Linked DNA regions of Mus musculus: regions 2, 3 and 4 are each linked to region 1. A link is a contact called in public Micro-C and promoter capture Hi-C data. All regions are on one chromosome and are shown on one strand. The core of a region is the stretch at or near the end of the contact, and the rest is flanking DNA. Distances in the headings are between cores, read along the strand shown. Region 1 holds the start of Gprin2 (G protein regulated inducer of neurite outgrowth 2). Region 2 overlaps Ldb3 (LIM domain binding 3). Region 3 overlaps Ldb3 (LIM domain binding 3). Region 4 has its middle 7.0 kb from the start of Opn4.

Region 1 (5,159 bases), core at 1,083-3,582:
TCTCAGCAAATAGCACGTGGGCCATATGATATCAAGCCAGATATACCTCTCCTTACCATAGTGCTCTGCAAAGTCCAATTTGTTCCTTACTCCTAACAGCCATAGCTTGTACCTTTAGAGTCTAGCACGGGGGAGAGTGGTGGGGGATGGTGGGATGGTGGTGGTTGGCAAACAAGTGATCATGTGATCACCAGAGTGACAGTGGCAAGAATACTGCACAGAACCCTTTCACAACTGTGACCTCCCCACAGCCCAGAAGATAGGGAGGTAATTACCATTGATTATCAGATGAAGAAACCGATTCCCAGAGAGATGAAAAGTCCTGCCTGGGTGTGGGATCACAGGGTAAATGAGTATGTTGGAAGTTAGATAGGAATTGTTATCTAAGTTCCTCCTATCCCAGGCTCTCCCTGAGTCACTACTATAGCCAGGAGAGCCTCTTGCCAAGTCATAGGACCAGTTTGCCAAGAGGTCATAGCCAAGTGCTGTTCAGAGGTCCTGGTGCCATGGTCCCGTCAGATCACGCCTGTGTGTATCCAGTAGGGCAGACATCCATTGACATCTAATCCTGAGTAGGCTTCCTTGGCACATACATGGCAAAGTTCTGTTCAGGATGCCCTGGAAGCTAGGAGCTATGGGCTTGGGCTCTGAGTCTCCTCTCAGTGTAGTCACATTTACCTCATCCCTTCTTGGGATGTAAGTGACTTCTGTGGGAAGGGACTATGAGGATGAGAAGAGTGGCAATTTCTGGGAGGGACAGGAGTTGGTTAGTGTCCCTGGTGCAGAAATCTTCTATAGACTCTTTGGACAGGATCCTTCAGGCCGGCTGTGAGTAGCAAGGAAGCAAGAACCCTCGGCCCCTACTTGTATACCCAGTAAGCGCTGCAGCGAGCTGCACCGTGGCTGGTTAGACCCAACTAGTGTAGCTCGGGCTCCATCTTAAAGCCTGGACACCTGTGGCTGTAGAAGCAGAGCTTCCACAGGCCTGTGCAGCCCTGTCAGGGTGCTTAGCTCTTCCAGGATGGCTGTTTTCCCAAACTGGAGAGAATGCTTTGAGGACCTGCTGGGAAGGGGTGACTGGAGGAAATCTAGGACTTTCTGAGAAGATAGTGAAGCCATCCATAACTAGGAGAGAGACAAAGATGGTGTTGGTTCCCCATAACTGCATGGGAAGAGTGTAAACAACCCTAGGCAAGTTGGGGCTCCAGGGCTGCTGTCAACAAAGGAGTGTGACACTGGGACTTAGTTCTCTGAGATGGGGACTCAGAAGAAGCCCAGTCTCCTCTTACCCTGTGGCCCTGGGTACCTGGGGACTCCTTGATGGTGGACTGGGTCTGGTCAGATCTAGGTGGGGTAGCTTCCTGTCCTGTGTGTCTGGGGATGCTGGAGCAAAGCTAATAGGGATCCTAGACTTTCCATGGGATCAGGCAACCCAGAATCGGTAGAGCTTTTAGGAAGGGACACAGTGGGATCTAGGGAGGAAATATCAGAACTGCAGGGAATTACAGGAAAATAGTTGAGGCTCCAGTGAGGTCTCTCCCCACTGGGAGTCACTGTGCATGTCAGCTCTTTGCATCCCTGAGGTAGGCTGCGAAACCATCCTAGCGTGGGATTGGGTCAGAGGGCAAGGGTGGAAATGGTCCTGGAAGTGGATAGACTGACAGGTTATCAAGAATGTAGACCTTGAAGGACATGGCTGAGGGTGTGACTTTGGGACTATGAAGCTGGGCAGGTACTCCTTAAGGACCACACTGCAATTGTAAACCTCAAGAACTGGATCAAGCTTGGATTTCTCCCTGAGGTGAGTCTAGAGCTGAGAGCATGCTGTTGGATCCAGCAGGCCTGAAGACTCCCTAACAGGCAAGGCCTCTAGAGAGCAAGACCTGGGGAAAGGTCTCAAGAGGTGGGTGGGAGGCCCAAGAATTGTGAGAGGTGGGGCAGGAAGATAAAGGACATGGGGGGGGGGCGGGGCCACAGGGAATGTCAATGGATTCTGGTGTCAGAGCAAGGGATTGAAAATCTCTAAGGATGTGAATTTGGGACCTGGAGGATTTGCCGGAGCTAGCCACGCAAGGCAAGGTGGGGCACGGAGGGACTGGGGCAGGACGATGGCGCCCTTTAGGGGTGGGAGATTGGAACACAGCGGCCGGCTCTGTCGGGAAGGTTGCACAAAATGGATGAGCCCAGTGAGAAAACAGCCTTGCTGGGGGGGGGGGGGGCGGGGGGGAAGGGTCAGGAAGGGGGGATGGGCAGTCTTGGGGGCGGAGCCTAAGGGAATGACATGGGCGGAGCCGAGGCAGGGGGCGGGGCCGGGACGCTGAGCCGTGAAGAGGCGGGGCGCGCCTAGGTGAGTGAGTCGCCCCCCTCAAACCCCCAGCACCCCTGCTCCGGGTACCGGTGACAGCTTCCCCTTCTGGCCCTTGGCAGCGCAGGCTCCGCGGCCGGCTGCACCACGGCGGGGCTAGACCCAGTGCGGCTCCATCTTGGCGACGGGCACCTGTGGCGGCCGCAGGAGCAGCGCTTCCGCCGGCCTTTGCGGCCCTGGAGGCGACAGGGTGAGAGGCTGGCTCAACACGAGCCGTGGTGGGTGCTGGGGTGGTGTGGGCGGCGCCCCCCTTCCTGAACCCCCGAACCCCTTCCTCACCGCTGTCTGCGCCGCATTCCTCCGCACGGTTGCCTCCCCCTTGCCCTCTCCGGTTCTCTTTTCCACGTTCCCTTTGCCCAGTCTCCGGGTTTTGTTTTTGTTTTTCCTCTGCCCCGGACCGGAGCCCATCGGCCTCCACCCCGCCTTCCTTTGCTTCTTCCCTCCCGGGTTCTCCTCTCTTCCATCCGCATCCCCCACCCTGTCCTCTGTTGCCAGCGCCCCGCCCTCTTCTGCTCAGGAGCATCCCTACCAGCGAGCTCACTGCCCCATATCCTTTGAGTCTTTGTCCTGGAAAGGTCTGTAGCCTAGATCCGAGACTTGGGTTGTGTACTTCTCCCTAAGACCACTGTGGGCTTTGCTCTGGAGATTCGGGGAAGGGAGCCCTGGCCAGGGAGGCTGCGTGGTGTGTGGTGCGTTCAGGCCTTTGACCGCAGCAGGGGCGGCCTGTGTTTGGCATGCGGAGTGCTGCTGTGAATGAACGTTCTTTCCTGCAGGTTCACACTGTAAACCCGCCTGTGCCATGGCCACAGTGAGGCGTGTGTCCATGCTGGGGCACTGTGCTGGGGAGTGCAGGTACAATCTTAGTGGCCTCCTGCAGTTGCAGTTGACCCTGAGACACATTCAGCCCACTGTTAGCACCTGAGTGAGCAAACCCTCACAGGTTTCAGGCCCTGGGACTCTTAGGCGTTCTGGGACTCTTAGGGGTTTCTCTATGGTGAGCAGGGTGGCGTCTTGGAGCTTGTTTTCTCATGCATACCCCTTTCCTGGCATTTCTCTGCCTTTAGGTTCTATGCCATCTCGATAAGGTTAGAGGCTACGAGGGACTGATTTTATTCTTGGAGCTGCCCCACCCACCTTAAGGGATGTCTCTTGCTGCGTTCTCCATTCGGCTTGTGTTCCTGTTAGGCCGTTTATTTGCACGCTGGCATGATCAAACCACTAGTTGTAGGTGGCCACACCCCTCTCTACAAGGGATTTGAGGTATCTGTAGGGGCTATCCCTACCTGGGCCTTTCAACTTCCTTATGTTAACTCTGTGAGCAGTCCTGATTCTCCTCTCACACCCTGCTCCCTCCTTTGTCGACTTGCTTGCCTTTTTGTGGCTTTCTGGACACAGAGGTTGTCATCTAAGCGCCTGCTGCTTGCATGAATGACTTAGTGTGGTCTGAGATAGGCCCTTTAGAAGCCTTCCCCAGTCCACCCCTAAGGTATAGGCTTCTCAGCTGGGGAGAGAATCAGAATTTCTAACCAAGTGGAGCCCACGGACTCAGGCTTGGGCTAGTCTGGAAGTTTCTGAAAAACTGGGGGGAGGGGGGTGTTTCTTCAAAATGGCATTGATAGTTGCTGCATGTGAGGGTGGTTGACTCTAGTTGTTGACAGTAGAACCCGAGGACAGTGACCACACGATGTCATCCACAGCTGTCACAGCGTTTGCATTAGACGCGGTGGGAGAAAGGACATTAAGGTATTACTCAACACTAGTGCTCTTGGATACCTCTGTGTGTCTGCCTTTTGTGTGGGGCTAAAACGCCTTCCCAGGAGAGAGTGTGTGGGTATGTGCATGTGAGTAGGAGTGTTTGATCCTTTGCAACTGAAGCTGCAGAGAGCTGAGAGCCGACCAATGTGAGTGTGTGTGCGTGAGCCGTATGTGTCCCTAACCACTGAGCTCTCTCTCTCTCTAGCCCCATCCCAGGATCTCTTTTGGGTAAAACTGGAACCTGCCCATGACTGCAACATGGCTTTCTAGGCATGTGTCATCCACACCACAGCCTTGTGTGTGCACATAGTCTACCAGATGAAGGGCTTCAAATGGGCCCTGGGAAACTTAAGGGTGATGATGGATGGGGTTGCCGGGAAACTGGTGACATCACAGGCTAGGATGAAGGGGACAAGACTTGGATGATGAAGCTTCCCTGTGGGGCGTCTTGGTGGCTTCCTAAAAGGTCATCTTTGCTTCTAGCACTTTCCCAGTGCTAGTTCCTACAACACTGTGGTCTCAAGTCACAGCCATGACGGAGGGGAATGATGACGTCATGCCATTAAGTTCAGCCCTTACAGCCACCCAGTGGGGTAGGGCTTACTTCAGATTTGTAGAATGGGTACAGTGAGGCTCACAGAAACCCAAGAGCAGTTGTGCAATGTGCAGCAGAAAGAAGAGCCAGTATTGGGAGCAGAGCCTCCCTTTCCTCCCCACCCTGGGGCTCCATCTCCTCAGCCTAGCCCACGTGTTGGTGACAAGGAGCTGGAACCCCCCACCCCACCCCCATATACCAGGGGTTATCTAGAACTGCTTCCCTTGGAGCCCTCCCTCCCCCGGGGCTGGTAAGTCCCTTCAGATGCATGGTGCTAAAAATTTGGGGGTACTTCTTCCAAATGACATTGGTCCTTGCTGCCTGTGAGCCAAAGGCTCAAACACACACACACACATTACAAGAGGTAATGTACATACACGTCACAGTGTGGTCTGAGCTGGCACTTTGCTCATCCTACTGGGCATGTCCTGAGGCCTAGATTAC
Region 2 (4,961 bases), core at 1,300-3,799, 350 kb before region 1:
GGCCTATCCTTCCCTCTCCTGGTTGTAGGGCAGAATCCGACTGAGCCTTGGAGCCTGTATTTGACCTGGGATGACACGTGGGTTGTACCAGGCAGGGATGGAACTACTTAGCTCTTAGGAAACAGATAGTCCTAGCTGGACGTTTCCAGACCGAGTTGAGAGAAAAGACGATGGGGGTTGCGGGGACAGAAAGAGTAAAAAGCTGTTTCTCTAAGAATCTGGGATGGCCTCAAACTAGAGGACAAGAAACTATAACAACAAAAAAAAATGCCCCAGGCTTTAGGCCAGCTTACTGTGTCACTTTGTCCTTTTGGGAAAGCTGCTCAACCAGTCTAGTATATGGCCTGCTCAGGTGACAGGGGATAACTGGGGCGCATGGACACACATAGCAGTAGAGTGGACCCAAGGCAGAGCTCACTGGTTGTGGTTGTGTCTCTATGGCCCCTGCCCCATCGGTGCTGAGTTTCATCCTGGGATGGGAGGTAGCTTTTTGTTTCCTAAGTTTCTAGGCAAGGTTGGATTTCTTCCTCAGAGCCCAAGGTAGTTCTTGGGCTTCCTGCCAGCCATTGTGCCAAGAATCTCAGGGCTCTCTAGCAGGTCTTTTCCCAGTTAGAGGAAGGTCCTATGTACTACGGCTATGCCCATAGGAAGGCCCTTGACAGCCAAGCCCCGAGTCTACTCACAGTCTTTCTTCCTGTTGCGTTCTGACCCTGAACTTTAGGAGGGCAGGGCTGTGGCAGACTTTCTCCTTTGTATGTGCCTGACTTGAACTTGCCATGAGGATACATTCAACCAATAAAGAAATGGGATAGATAGATGGAGGTGTTAACCTGGTGGTAGAGTGTATGCCTAGTATGGGTGAGGCCTCTGGGCTCAATCCCTAGCATCACACACACACACACACACACACACACCCGAGGCAGGAGGGTAATCATAGAGTAACAGGAAGAGGTCATGAGCTTACACTCTATACTCCGGCAGCTGTGCACACACAGGGAGTGAGCCTTAAGTATTCCTTTAATTATCCCTTGATAGCCATTCCATAGGTTGATAAAATAGGATTTTAGGTATGTATATACTTTCCAAGTAAACATTATACTTCTGGGGCTGGAGAGATGGCTCAGTGGGTAAGAGCACTGACTGCTCTTCCAGAGGTCCTTAGTTCAATTGCCAGTAACCACATGGTGGCTCACAACCATCTGTAATGGGATCTGATGCCCTCTTCTGGTGTGTCTGAGGACAGCAACAGTGTATTCATATGCATAAAATAAATAAATCTTTAAAAAAATACACGTCCAGCATGCATATATATGTATATATATATATATATATATATATATATATATTCATCTTGAATTTATAAAAAGCAATGATGATTTTTCATTTACTATTACAATACAAATGTTTTTCTTCACTCAAAACTACTATGGACTATATGGTCTCTCTATATAGTTTGTTTTGCTTTTGAGATGAGATCTCTATGTGGTCCTGACTGTCCGGGAACGCCATATGTAGATCAGGCTCTGTCTCCCCAATGCTGGGATTAAAGGCATGTGCCACTATGCTCTGCTTTACACATAAAATCTTAATAGACTTTGTGTGTGTGTGTTTGTTGGCAGGGTAGCTCAGGTAGACCAGGCTGATTGTTGATCCTCCTTCCTGGACCTCCCAAGTCCTGGGATTATACGCATGTGCCACCACACCCAGTTTTTAATAGACTTTTTAAAGATCAGTTTTCAGTTCATAGCAAAATCGAATGAAAGGTGTCATTTCCCAAATACCCTATGACCTCACCCCATGAACACACACACACACACACACACTTTTCCAATGCACAAACCATTTGTGGTAAAACGAGGAAGGGAATAAGTTACAGGCCTGCTTAGGGAAAAGAGACGGGTTATTTTAAGGGAGAAGGAAGGGGGCTTGTGTCCTACAAGTGTGAACTGGCCAAGTAGACTTGGGATAAAGAATAACACAAAGTCTAGGCTCCAGAACACATCCTGATAAGGCATTGATGAGACCCAAGGAAGCTTTTCTCTTGAGGCTTTCCTGACTAGAGCGACAGAATCAGTCCCCTGCTTTATGAAGCTCACCGACAACAGAACTGAGTATGGACAGGAAACATTTTAGCATGGGTGGGACACCCAGCCTGCTGTAAGGAATAAGCAAACTACCTCATCTCTCAGACCTGAATTTTCTCATTTGAGTAAGATAGGATTTCTATAACCTCTTGTTATATCTGCAGAGATAAAATAATATCTGTAGTCTGATGCCATCTCTTGCACTTCTGGGCCGAGGAAAGGAAATTCTGAAGTCAGAGCTCCACAGGCTGAGGTGGCATTTTGGAAGGGGAGCGGTACAAATCTCCTACGTAGGAGACAGAATGATCACTCAGTGCGGCCAGGAAACACAGGAAGGCGTTTGCAGAAGCCGGTAGGAGTAGTGTCAGGTGCAGACCTTTCCCAGCAGCACCGCAGGCCCTCCCGGCACCTTTCTTGTCCTGTCCCCGCATGCCCACCAGGGGGCGGCCGGGCCCTCCAGCCGCTTCTCCCGCAGCGGCCTGGGCGGCGGAGACCGGCAGGAGCCAAGGCCTTTCCACGGTTCCCAGACTGTGCAGACGTTAACTCATCCCTGCCTGGAGCAGAGGAGAGGCCTGCCTCCACCCTTCCTTCTCTCCAGGGAGGCTGGGTTGGCAACGGGCTCCGGGGGCGGCTGGTAGGCTGCCAGGCCAGCCGGGGATACGGGCCCGCACCCCGCTCCTCTGCTGGGCTGCGGGGACTTGGGCGCCGCCGAGCACGAGCAGCCCGCTCGCGGCCAGTCCCCGGCCGCAGCTTCCGGGGGGTGGGGGACGGAGGCAGGGCGGGGTTCGAGCCGGCATCTTATCTCTGGCGCCTGGGCTGGGCATCCGTTTCCCCAGAACACCTGGGGCCAGTGGGCGGAGGACACCTTGGTCCCCGGGATGGCCACGTCGGCCTGCGGGCCGGGCGGCGACCCGGGCGCTTGCCGGCGACTTAGCCCGGGCTAAGTGACTCAGATCACCTTGTTGTTTAATTACACAGTCCCGGGGCCGCCAAGTGCGATAGGAGCCCTTTGAACGTGCCAATTAGAGATGAAATATCACCTTCTAATTCGAACCGGCTTAATTCCGTCACGTAGAAATAGCAACAGCCCGGGGCTCGGAGATGGGATATCAGGTTTCTTACGGCATTTGGAGCGTAGAGGGGCGAAGCAGGCAGGAGCTGAGAGGAGAGGGGACCGTGCTCCCCGCATGTCCTCTCCCTTCTCCTTCCCCCTCCCCAGGGATCTGCCCGGGCGAACCGCCCGGAAGAGAAAGTCCTCCTCCTGTTTGTAGCCCCAGCGGGTAGGAGGTAGGAACCTGGTCCAGGATTCCAGCCTTCCTCTCTGGGGCCTTGAGTAGGGGTTTGGAAAACGAAGGCGGTTCAGGAAAGCCTCGGATAGGAGGAAGAGAATGTCTGCCCTACCGAAGGAGCGGTTGGAGAGGGAGGCAAGGTGGGCGAGGGCGGGGTTTACTTGGAAGGAGCATGCTGGAGCCTGGTTCTGCATTCGGAGTGGTTTAGAGGAGCTGATTAGGGTGCGTTTCAGATAGGAAGCTTGCAAGCTGGCTGACCTCGAGTAGCCACTTAAGCTCTCCAGGTTGTCTGTAAAGTTGACTCGCAAGTACTCTGCCTCTTGCTATTACACAAACTCCTGTGCAACACTGTGAAAGCCAGTAGCTCTTGGCAGCCACTGTTGCAAAGAACCATCCGAGAGGCAGACACTTTTAGGAAAAAAAAAAGGCAGGTAAAATTGATTTAAATACATTTTTATTTAGCTCAGCATATGAAAATTTCTGAGTTTTTTGTGTTCTTTATTCAGGGTTTCTCAACTTGCTCTGTAGATCAGGTCTCTAGAGCTGGGATTAAAGGTGTGCACCACTGCACCTGACCTTTTAAAAAATATTTTATTTTATTGTGTGTACATTGGTGTTTTGCCTTTACGTGAGGGCGTCAGATCCCCTGGAATTGGAGTTACAGACAGTTGTAAGCTGCCACGAGGGGGTTGGGAATTGAACCTGGATCCCAGCTTGTGCTCTTAGCCACTGAGCCATCTCTCCAAAGCCATCTTTTCAGCCTCAAATGCGTGTGTGTGTGTGTGTGTGTGTGTGTGTGTGTGTGTGTGTGTGTGTACACTAGAACGCAGGTGCCTACATAGGCCAGAAGAAGGTGTGGAATCCATTGAAGCTTAAGTTTAAGGCAGTTATAAGCCATGAGACATGAGTGTTGGCAATCCAATTCCAGTCTTTTACTAGTACATGCTCTTAACCACTGGGACGTTTTTCCAGACACAGCTCAGTATATTAAAAATGGTTCAGAGCTGGACTCTATTCAGATGCATGCTAGCTATTTCAGAAGCTGAGAAATAAGGTCACTTGAGGCTAGCTGGGTAACACGTAGAGACCCGGCTCAACACACAAACAAGGGGCTGAAGAGGCAGACCCGTGGTTAAGAGCACTAGCTACTCTTCCACAGGACCCACAGCCAACTTACTCCAGTCCCAGAGAATCCAACACGCTTTTGGCTTCCCCTAGGTACTAGGCATGCATGAGGTACACAGACATACATGCAGGCAAACATCTGCACACATTAAATTTAAAAATAAATAAACAGCTTTAACATACAATCAATATAAGATAATTATTACTAAGATACTTTATATTCTTTTATTAAGTCTTCAGATTTTTAAACTGAATAGCACATCTCAATTTAGACTAACTGCCTTTCAGGTGCTTAGTACATAAGGCCATGGCTTGACGATCACACGGCTTTCATTCCTAATTCCTTTTAGAGCTAGGTGTGGAGGCACATGTCTGTAATCCCGCACTCAAGAGGCTGAGATACCAGGATCTCTGAATTGTTGAGGCCAACCTGGAATACAGAGTGAGTTCCAGACTAGCCTGG
Region 3 (4,887 bases), core at 1,684-4,183, 370 kb before region 1:
CTGTTGGGTGTGGATGGTGTGTGCCTGCTGGCATGAGTACATATGTGCATGTGTGACTCCGGGGTGCATTGTGCCCTAGATGAGCCTGCACGGGTGTTTGCTGGAGTTTGGAGGGGAGCCGTTGCGAGGGATGGGTATCTACGTCATGGTCTCAATCTTGCTCCCCATTTCCTGCTGCAGCAGCTTAAGGCTTTAGGCTTTTAATTCAGGTGTGTGGGATGCTGCGCTGTCACTGACCTGTGTGGCCTGAAGACCTCTCTGTCCCAGTGGGATCCCTGAGAAGGAACGCACTTCATTTTTATCTCTGCTTGGGCATGTACCTATCTGTTGAAGGCAAGAGCCCTGGATGGGTAGAGACTAACAGGCTACAGCATGCTGGACTGGAGGGGCCTGGGCAGCTTGAGCCATCTTCCAAGGAAGAAGCATGTGTGTAGAAAGATGTGGAAGAACAGAGTCCCAGTCCACAGCAGAGCGACTGGCAGGATAAGCCCCTCCGTGGAGGACCTCTGCTCCGAGTCTCCGAGTCTCTGAGTGTGCCCAATGTGACTGCTTTTCGCCTCTGGAACGTTCTGGACTCTGCTTGTACTTGCTGCCTCTCTTCTGTCATGTGGCCCGGCTTTTGACCCCTTCCCAATCCCAACCCCCCCAAACCCTCTTGTGTCTGCTTCTCCATCGTGCTGTGTGTGATGGGAGTGTGCACCATGCCTGGTGGCCCTGCTGACCCCAGGAAGGAGTCTTGGCTGAAGTGGAGCCTCAGAGGGGAGCTGGGAGAGATGATTCAGGTGGACATGAAAGATGGCTCTTCTGCCAGGGTCTTGGGGGTGCCAAGAATCTTCCTGGCCACACCCAGGCAACCCACATGGGTAACTTACTTGGGCCAAGACCTCAACTTTGGGAGATCTCTCTCCACACCCACTTGCACCCTGGCCTCGACTTCCCATGTAACTGTCACCTACTGTCCTCTCTCCCCTCTTCCCCTTCCCCCTTTTCCTGCCTACCCTCCTCAGTGCTGACTACCAGGAACGCTTCAACCCCAGCGTCCTGAAGGACTCAGCCCTGTCCACCCACAAGCCCATTGAAGTGAAGGGCTTGGGAGGCAAGGCCACTATCATCCACGCTCAGTACAACACCCCGATCAGCATGTACTCACAGGATGCTATCATGGACGCCATCGCGGGGCAGGCCCAGGCCCAGGGCAGTGACTTCAGTGGGTAAGCGCCTTCCCACTCCACATGCCGGAACCCGGAGGCTGCCAGGCACTCACGGAACCAGCTTTCTTCATTCACCTTGAGTCACCCGCCTGGGTTCAGGCCACTGGAGGGGGTGGTCCAGCCTTTACCAGGGACTTCCGGAATGTGTTGCCCTCTCTCTTCAGAGTCTAGCTGAACTCTCCTCAGAGTTCAGTTGTAGGAGAACTGGCAAAAAATGCAGAATGTCGTATTTCCTTAAAGGGATTGTAAGTCTGCGTTCCCAAGCTTCAGTGAGAGGGGCTGGTTAGAGGCTTCCGTGGTGCTTTTAAGGAGCACGGGGAGCGCCGTGGACCCCTCATTGCTATAAAGCCATACTTGGGGGGAATTGCTTTATTCTTCCAGTGAGGAGCACCGATCCAGGCACTTGATAGCCTTTTTTTTTTTTAATTATTATTGGAAGAGGCCTGAGGCCAATAACCACCCAAGGTGCTATTGGCAGTCAACCTCATGATGGGATGATGGGCACTTCTCTTCTCCACTTTTACCCAGGAGGCCTTGCTTCGGGGCAGTAGGATTTAAAATGCCCTTGGTTCCTGGGATTGGTCTACTAGCTTGGTGGAGGACCGTTGAGGGTGGCCTGAGGACACTCGGTAGAAACTCAGATGAGAAGGGTACAGCATTAACAGGGCCACTCTCTGCTCCCATCTTCTCCTCAGCCCCACTTCTGTCTCCATCTTTGCCTCTTTCTTTCTTTGTGTGTGTGTGTCTCTCTCACCTCCATTCTCTATCTCTGTCTCTTTTCTATCGTTGTGTCTTGTTTTTATCTGTCTCTGTCATCTGTTTTCGTTCATAAACACACAAACGCGCGCGCGCACACACACACACACACACACACACACACACACACAGAGCACAGAGGTGGGAGAGGGCAGGCTGTTCTGCTTGGGAATATCAAAGTGTAGAGCTTACCTCTCTAGGCAACATGTTATCCCCGGATGATCAGAAATTCCCAACAATTCAGGAGAGAAAGACTAAGGGTACACTAAACTTTTTTTCTGAAACTATAAAATCAAATACTATAGGAGGGACATAAGAAGATTCCAGGAAGTTCCTACAGGATAAGGTCAAAAGCCCTTGTGGTCGTGGTGTATATGCAGAGGCCAGAGGCTAGGCATATCCTGAGAGAGACCTGTTCTTCAGGAGAGCCTGACCGGGTCTCGGAAAGGCACTACTTTTCATCGACCACCAGGGGGCGGAAGTTGTCTATTTTGCAGCCACTAACCTGGAACCTGTTCATTACTGCAGCCCTTTGCAGACATCTGGGCTGTGCTTACTTACTTAAATCACTCATTCAAAGAAAAAAAGAAAAGAAAAAAGAAAAAAATGACCGTGCAATTGTTAAGAACAACCATTAGTTCATATATACCCCAAAAAAACATGTCTGCCTGACTCAGCCCAAAAGCCAACAGGGATTTCCGGCTAACATTTGTCGCATGGTCTTTGGTGTGCCCTTAAAAATAGTCGTCGTCTCCAAAGGAAAGTCAAATGGAAAATAATGGACGGATTGCTCATCACACTGTATTTTCTATACACTGGGAAAACTTCTATTATTGAATTCTACTATCAGGGCAAGGCGCCTGTGATTTGGAGAGTATGGTGCTCTGTTGATTAATCTAGCTGTCTCCCACCCGTCCCCTTCCCTTCCGTGCCTCTCATTGCTAGCGTGCCTGGAAAGGATCAACCTTTCCCCTTCCTTTTAACTCAAGCACGCTGAGCTGATGCCGCTATGGCGCAGTGAGGAAGCCTCCTGGCCATAACGTGTTCCGTTTCTGCTGTTATTTCCACGGTTCCTTCCTCACTGACAGTTTTTTTTTTCTCTCTCTCTTCCTCCTTCACCCATCCCACCCCCCTAACTCATTTCTGGTCCTAACCCCGCTCTCTTGTGTGCGCTGCCCCTCTGCTACCCCATGATGGACGCGCACTCACGGCTGGGTTTCCTTCCGCTTGGCAGGGCGTCTCCGCTGGCGTAAGTAGACCTGCAGCATCCGTCCGTCCGTCCGTCTTGTCATCTGTCTCATTGCAGGATGGTGTGCGGGTTTGGTGGGATGTGTCTGAGGACAAGTGGTCAGTTTGTGCGCTCTGTCCACCTTTTTTCCTCACACCCACCTCTCAGCCACATGACATCCTCTCCAGCCCACGCAGACAGATGCTTGTTTTCTGGAGTCCACCCATGCCAATGTGGCTATGGGTCATGGCACTCACGGTGCGCCCACCCCAGGCTGAGGCTTCATTCCTGCCTTTTCCTTGCCATGCTTTGGTGAGGTTTTCCCAGTCTTTCCTAGCTTCGCTGGAACGTGGCACACAAGGGGTTACAAGGCACACTGGGCTATTCATTTAGTGCTAGAGAGTAAGAGGAGCCTCTAGGAAGTCAGTCTCTAGAACCCTCAAAAACCAAACCAAACCAAACCAAACCAAAACAGATCTGGTTGTGCCCAAAGACCTTAGGAATCCTTACAGTCTTTCCTAAGGTCTTCCAGCTTTCTGCAGGAAGAACAAGAACCCAGTCTTTCCTTTGTTTCTCTCTCAGCTATGAGCTTCTCCCTGGATGGACCCCAGAGGTATCTGCAGGACCCATAATCGATCTCACTCACAATCTTAAAATACCTAGCTCTCAAGGCTAAAGACTTCAGGAAAGTGGGGGCAGGAGCAGGGGCAGGGGCAGGGGCAGGGGCAGGACCTCCACCCCTTCTCCTTCGCTGCCCTCATAGCTCAACCTGAGCCAGGCCTAAGGAACCAAACCTGGGAGACTAGACCATTTCTTTCCAGCTCCCTGACTTGTGTACTAGGATGATCCTGTCCTGGCTAGACAGTCCCCACAGAGGACAGGGCAGACGGAGCCAGGCAGGACGGTACAAGATAGGGCATGCCTCAGCTGGGCTGGGTCTTCATGTGGTCAGAGCATCTGAGCTAGGTAGTCCCTGGTAGGCAGGTGTGGCTTTGAGCTTCCTGACTATAGAACACTTGACAGAAAGGACACTGGGCAAACCAGGTATGGAAGTATACAGTCTCAGTACTCGGGGGACTGGGGCAAAGAAGGCTACATATCAAGACTCTGAATAACAACAACAATAATGAAGCAAAACTAATAATAACAAAAGGAAAAGGAACACTGGGCTGGGAACTGGGTCACCTAAGTTGTCATTCAATGGTGTTCCTGTTTATTGTAGCCTGGAGCTACTCAGTTGGGCTCTCTGGACCTCAGTTTCAACATTTCTAAGAGGAAAGGCTGGCAGGCAGGTTTATTGCCATAGGCTTGTTCTGAGCGCTCCCTGACATCTGAGAGGGGTTTTCTGGGCAACACAGATTCACAGTCTGACCTATGAAACTTGAGTCAGGTAGAAATTCCAGCACCTGAGGAGCTCTGGGATCCCTGCTGGCTTTGATCTGGAGTTGAAAAAAAAAATTATTCAGCTAAGTCTTTTGAGCACCTACTATGCAAGTCAGACCCTGGGAGCTTAAGGGGATATTAGCAGATTCCCCACATAAGACTATGCTGCTTTGGGGCACAGACCATGCCTGTAACTTCATTCTCCAACTATAACCCCTGCAGATCATGCCCAGGGCCCAACACAATTTCCTGCTTTGTTTCTCATAACTCTTTCTAGCCAGGCTGATCTCCCGCAGCTGAGCCAGAAAC
Region 4 (4,693 bases), core at 414-2,913, 410 kb before region 1:
AGCCCTGGCTGTCCTGGAACTCATTTTGTAGGCCAGGCTGGTCTCGAACTCAGAGATCCACTTATCTCTGCTTTACAGGTGTGGCCACCACTTCTTGGGGAATAGACTTATTCTTTATGTTAAGGGGTGCCCTGGGACAAATGAGCTCATCTATTACATCTGTATGTTCTGAAACTAGAAAAACACCTGGATGAGTTCTGGCTGTGAGCCTCTTGGCAGCCTTGCTTAAAGCTTTGGTTATCACTCGATGCTATTCATTGTAGTTCATTGTAGTGGTATGTTATGCTGTGGATTTGACTTAATCTTGTTTTTCAAGGATCTATTGTAGTTGAAGGTTTGGTCTTTAGGGTGGCTCACTTGGAAGCCACTTTAGGAAAGGGCTGATGGAAAATCCTTAGGTCACTGAGGAGCTAGGACTGTGGCACCCCAGTATCTCTGTCTTCTTGTTCGGTAGTGTAAGCCCTCCCATGAATGCGAGCCTCCATTCTGATAACACAGCCAGGAGCTGCTTTGACAAGACTAATGCAGGCCCTTGATCTTCCCCCAAACCTTTGCTTTTTATAAAATGATCTCCCTCAGGTGTCCCACTTAGTAATGCAAAGGCTGGCTGGTACAGTCTGGCTGGTGGACCAAGTCAGTGGTCTACATATCAAAGAATTGTAATTTTCCTTTTTAAGAGACAGGTCTCCATTAGCTCAGGCAAGCCTTGAATTTCATACTGAGTCTAGGATGACCTGGAACTTACTGTTATTCTGCACTTGGGATTACAGGCATATGCCATCATACTGTGTGTGTGTGTGTGTGTGTGTGTGTGTGATGCTATAGATTGAACCTAGGGTTAGGTATGCACTCCACCAATTCAGATACTTCGCTAGTCATAAGGAATTGGTTTTTATTTCAGAGGAACACTCATGGGAAGAAAAGCACCTATGTAGGCTTCTAGACAGTTGGAGCTGAATGGATGATGGGTTTGGACCAAACCCAAGCAAGTTTGACCTCCTTTGATGCTTTGGGAGGCTATACAGCACCTTAGTGATATTCCTCCCAGAATGCTGGTACCGCTAAGCCTCGCAGCTACTTCTTTGGGGGTTTAGCTGACAACAAGAAAAATCCCTTTCCACAAATTCCAAACCCAGATTTGGCGTTCTAAGCCCTTGCGTACAAACAGGGCAATTGCCAGCGGAAGAGAGTGAAGGCTTGGGAGCTGTTCCAGGAGGTGGGACTATAAGGCAGGGGCAATGGGCAGGGAACAGTTTTCACAGAAACGTTTCATTTCTAAAGGATGTGTTTATGTCTTAGATCATGAAAACAAATTCTACAAAATCAATCAGGAGTTCACTCCCTACCCCCACCCACCCCTCAGGGAGGTGACTCATCCCTGCCCCTGCTGGGGATACAAAGTCCCCAGCAGTATCTGTGGGATAAGGGTCAGCTGAGTGACTGTTCTTTTGATGTGAAATCCCAGGACCTAGGAGAGAAAGTGTGCAGTCTTTGCTAGCAGAACCGTGATGCCTGAAGCCTTTCTAATAATCAGAGAAAAGCAAAGGTTCCTAGCGGGAACCACAGACTTGCAACGTGGGAAGTGCAGAGGGCAGGATGGGTTGGGCTGTGAGCTTCGCATTCTGAAGCCTGATTTCAGGGCCTAACCCTGGTCTCCATCCCTTCCCTCTCTCCAGGGAGGGGCAGCCACAGGCATTAGCGGTTCCACTGTATTTAGTGGTTGTCCTCCGTCCAGTGCCATGCCCTGCCTTTCACACCCTGTCCCTGAAGAGAGGCACAGTACCAAGTTCAGATCGCCATCAGTCTCTGCATCGGGGACTGCAAGACACTGCATCTCGTTGGTCTCAGGGTGGCCAGACCCTCACAAAGATTCCCCGCCCACGCAGGTTGCTTTTCGCCTCTTCCAGCTGCATGCCAGGATGTGTGGGAAGGCAGGTAGTAAGGCAGACGCCAGGGCTCAGGCGTGCAGACAGCCTCTGAGGACCAGGCGAGTCCAGGCATCTCCCCAGCAGGCAGGGGAAGCTGATCTGAGGACCCCCAGGCAATGGGTGGAGATCTCAGGGGAAGCCTCAGCCGAGCCAGCCACCTTTTACCCCTCTACTCCTGACACCCTTTATTTTTGGCTGCAAGGCTCAGAACCGTGTCAGCGGCCTCCTTGAAGCCCTAAGGGATGAATGCGGACCTTTTCGGGGATGTTTTATCTTGTTTTCATTTTTGTCTTTTCGAAACCAGATCTAAGTAGCCCAGCTGGCTTCTCGGGTCCAGATCCTCCTGCCTCAGCGTCGGAGTGTTGGGTGTATAGATGTACACCACCGCACACAGCTCCAGAGCTTTAGTGTTGTCGTTGGTTTTGTTTGTTTTTTTTTTAGAGACAGCTTTTCCTGAAGCCCATGCGACAAACTCAGTATAGCCTAGGCCTTAGCTTCTGATCGCATTGCCGGATCACAAGCTCCTCCCACCATGCCCCACTTCCAGAATATATATGTGTATGTGTTTATGTATACATATATATACATATATGTGTGTGTGTGTTGTGTGTGTATATGTGTGTGTGTATATATATATATATATATACACATATATATACACACAATATATATATATATATATATATATATTTATAAGCATGGGTGTGTGTGTGTGTGTGTGTGTGTGTGTGTGTGTGTGTGTATAGGTGGGTTTTGTTTTTTGTTTTTTTGAGACAGGGTTTTTCTGTGTAGCCCTGGCTGTTCTGGAACTCACTTTCCAAACCAGGCTGACCTCGAACTCAGAACTCCACCTGCCTCTGCCTCCCAAGTGCTGGGATTAAAGGCGTGTGCCACCACCGCCCGGCTTTCCTTCATATATTATTTGTGTATGTGTGTGTTTATATACGATGTGCCTGTGTAAGTGTGGGTGCACCTGTGTCATGGTGCACATGTAGAGGTCGGATGACAAATCTAAGGACTCACTTCCCACCTTCCCTCTGACTTCTAGGGATCAAACTCTGGTCGTCAGACTTGTACTGCAAACGTTTTTAACCCACATTCTTGCCTAGCCCTAGGAATGTTGTCTGATCCATAAAATAAAGAGCATAAGATAACAAAGGGAACCAAAAGCACTGAAATATTAATATTACCAAATGACAAATGGTGGGATTGTGACACCCACCATTTGCCATCTTGATAATATTATTGATGATTGACATGCTTCAATGGTCTGACCACAGGTCTCAGTGAAAGTGTAATTTAGGGCAGTGACAACTACAGCCCCCCCCCCCTTCTGAGATGTCCACTCATTGCACTGTCACAGTGACCTGCAGTACCACGGTGTGGGTCTGTCATCCCAGTGCTACAGTGTGGGATTTTCCCAAGCTTATCACAGAGAAAAACCCACATCTTGACTAGTGGGAAGAATGATGCTAGTTTCTTATTCTTTCTTTCTTTGTTTCTTTCCTTTTCCCCCCATCCAAGTTCATGGTTCAACCCACACACCTCAGGCTGAGGACCTGGCTCTTCTGTCTGACCCCTTCCCCCCAACATGTGCTCATCATTGTTCTGTCCTCCAGACTCCTCTCCTAGTCGCTTCTGCTCTTGACATACCAGTGTCTGGTCCCTGTCCCTACTCATTGTCCCCGTTTGTCAGAGACTCAGATACACCTGGCAGCAGCCTGAATCTAGGCTTTAGGCCTGAGCAGCTGCAGACCAAAGAAGATGGAAGTCTACTCTCAACCCTAGCCATATCAAGGGCAGAGACAGAGCTGTGTGCCGGGACACCCGCAGTTTGTGAAAGAGTGTCTTGGCTAGGGTTTTACTGCTGTGAACAGACACCGTGACCAAGGCAACTCTTATAAGGACAATATTTATTTGGGTCTGGCTTACAGGTTCAGAGGTTCAGTCCATTATTAAGGCAGGAGCATGCCAGTGTCCAGGCAGGCATGGAGCAGGAGGATCTGAGAGTTCTACATCTTCATCTGAAGGCTGCTAGGAGAAGACCGTCTTCCAGGCAGCCTGGACAAGGCTTTGAGACCCTTTGAAGCTCACACCCACTGTGACACACCTACTCCAACAGGGCCACAGCTCCTAATAGTGCCACTTTTGGGCCAAGCGTATTCAAACCACCACAGAGGGAGTGATGAGACTCTCCAGCAAGTGGTGGGTGGTGGGTGCCCGGGGCTGGCATAGAGTGGCAGATAAGATGCAAATGACAAGAAGTGTTTTTAAAAGTTCCCAGTGCCAACCAGATCAGAGTCTCTGAGAATGGACTCAGTGCTAACATTTTGAAAACCCCCAGGAAATCACCTGGCAGATGTGCTATACAGACCCCATGGTCTCAGTGGAGGGCAGCATGCTCCTCCTCTTCATGGCCACAAAAGATGGAACCCAGACACTGAGTAAGGCAAGTGTCCAGCAGTGCCATGAGTTTCTTAAAGCAGTTGGGAGGCGTCCCAGGCAGGTTTCAGCGTGGCGCTGCTTTGCTTTTTGACAAGGATATGTTCTGAGAAGTCTATAAATAAGTGGTTTCACTGTGTTGCCAATACTGCAAAATATATTCACAGAATGTCACCAGATGAGATTACTTTTATGGGACCACCATTTGAGAGGGTTCTTCTATAAGCATCACATCAGGTGGCACATGGTCCTATCTTCATCCTGTGGGCAAGGAACTCCAAGGAGTGTGGTTCTTTGTCTCTACCCACCCCTCTGCAGCAACC

What was found. Promoter capture Hi-C pulls out the DNA fragments that hold promoters and counts their contacts. A called contact is a pair of places that touch in the nucleus more often than the background predicts.
Region 2: a contact with region 1 is called in a Micro-C map of embryonic stem cells, with 4 times the contacts expected there. The contact joins the enhancer-like site here to the promoter of Gprin2 in region 1. A contact is called at or near these places in 2 of 39 promoter capture datasets (cranial neural crest and liver), 1 of 484 Hi-C or Micro-C datasets (embryonic stem cells) and 2 of 115 datasets of contacts at active chromatin or transcription factors (embryonic forebrain and embryonic stem cells).
Region 3: a promoter capture Hi-C map of hippocampal neurons shows a contact between it and region 1, with 2.1 times the contacts expected there. The contact joins the enhancer-like site here to the promoter of Gprin2 in region 1. A contact is called at or near these places in 6 of 39 promoter capture datasets (the 3T3-L1 cell line, the HPC-7 cell line, cranial neural crest and 3 more), 1 of 15 datasets of contacts at CTCF or cohesin (embryonic stem cells), 1 of 484 Hi-C or Micro-C datasets (embryonic stem cells), 3 of 115 datasets of contacts at active chromatin or transcription factors (embryonic forebrain, embryonic stem cells and neural tube) and 1 of 9 other capture datasets (embryonic stem cells).
Region 4: a contact with region 1 is called in a promoter capture Hi-C map of embryonic stem cells. The contact joins the enhancer-like site here to the promoter of Gprin2 in region 1. A contact is called at or near these places in 19 of 39 promoter capture datasets (the 3T3-L1 cell line, the C10 cell line, the HPC-7 cell line and 12 more), 1 of 15 datasets of contacts at CTCF or cohesin (embryonic stem cells), 1 of 115 datasets of contacts at active chromatin or transcription factors (embryonic stem cells) and 3 of 9 other capture datasets (adipose tissue, embryonic stem cells and liver).

What each region holds. Positions count from the first base shown.
Region 1 is chr14:34,198,806-34,203,964 of GRCm38.p6, reverse strand. Gprin2 (G protein regulated inducer of neurite outgrowth 2) reads left to right here and starts at 2,332. Exons shown (of 2, transcript NM_183209.2): 1 at 2,332-2,555.
Region 2 is chr14:34,547,144-34,552,104 of GRCm38.p6, reverse strand. All of the region lies in intron 10 of Ldb3 (LIM domain binding 3), which reads left to right. Among named protein-coding and RNA genes, the nearest start is that of 9230112D13Rik, 27 kb to the right of the region's middle. Within about 2 kb of position 2,549, at least 292 of the 459 cell types and tissues checked have an H3K27ac peak or open chromatin away from gene starts, as enhancers often do. A contact at or near this core is called in embryonic forebrain, embryonic stem cells and liver, where this site is marked.
Region 3 is chr14:34,568,042-34,572,928 of GRCm38.p6, reverse strand. Ldb3 (LIM domain binding 3) reads left to right here. Exons shown (of 15, transcript NM_001039074.2): 5 at 1,008-1,211; 6 at 3,202-3,216. Among named protein-coding and RNA genes, the nearest start is that of Ldb3, 18 kb to the left of the region's middle. Within about 2 kb of position 2,933, at least 27 of the 459 cell types and tissues checked have an H3K27ac peak or open chromatin away from gene starts, as enhancers often do. A contact at or near this core is called in hippocampal neurons, where this site is marked.
Region 4 is chr14:34,604,836-34,609,528 of GRCm38.p6, reverse strand. No RefSeq gene overlaps it. Among named protein-coding and RNA genes, the nearest start is that of Opn4, 7.0 kb to the right of the region's middle. Within about 2 kb of position 1,663, at least 20 of the 459 cell types and tissues checked have an H3K27ac peak or open chromatin away from gene starts, as enhancers often do. A contact at or near this core is called in embryonic stem cells and stem cell-derived epiblast-like cells, where this site is marked.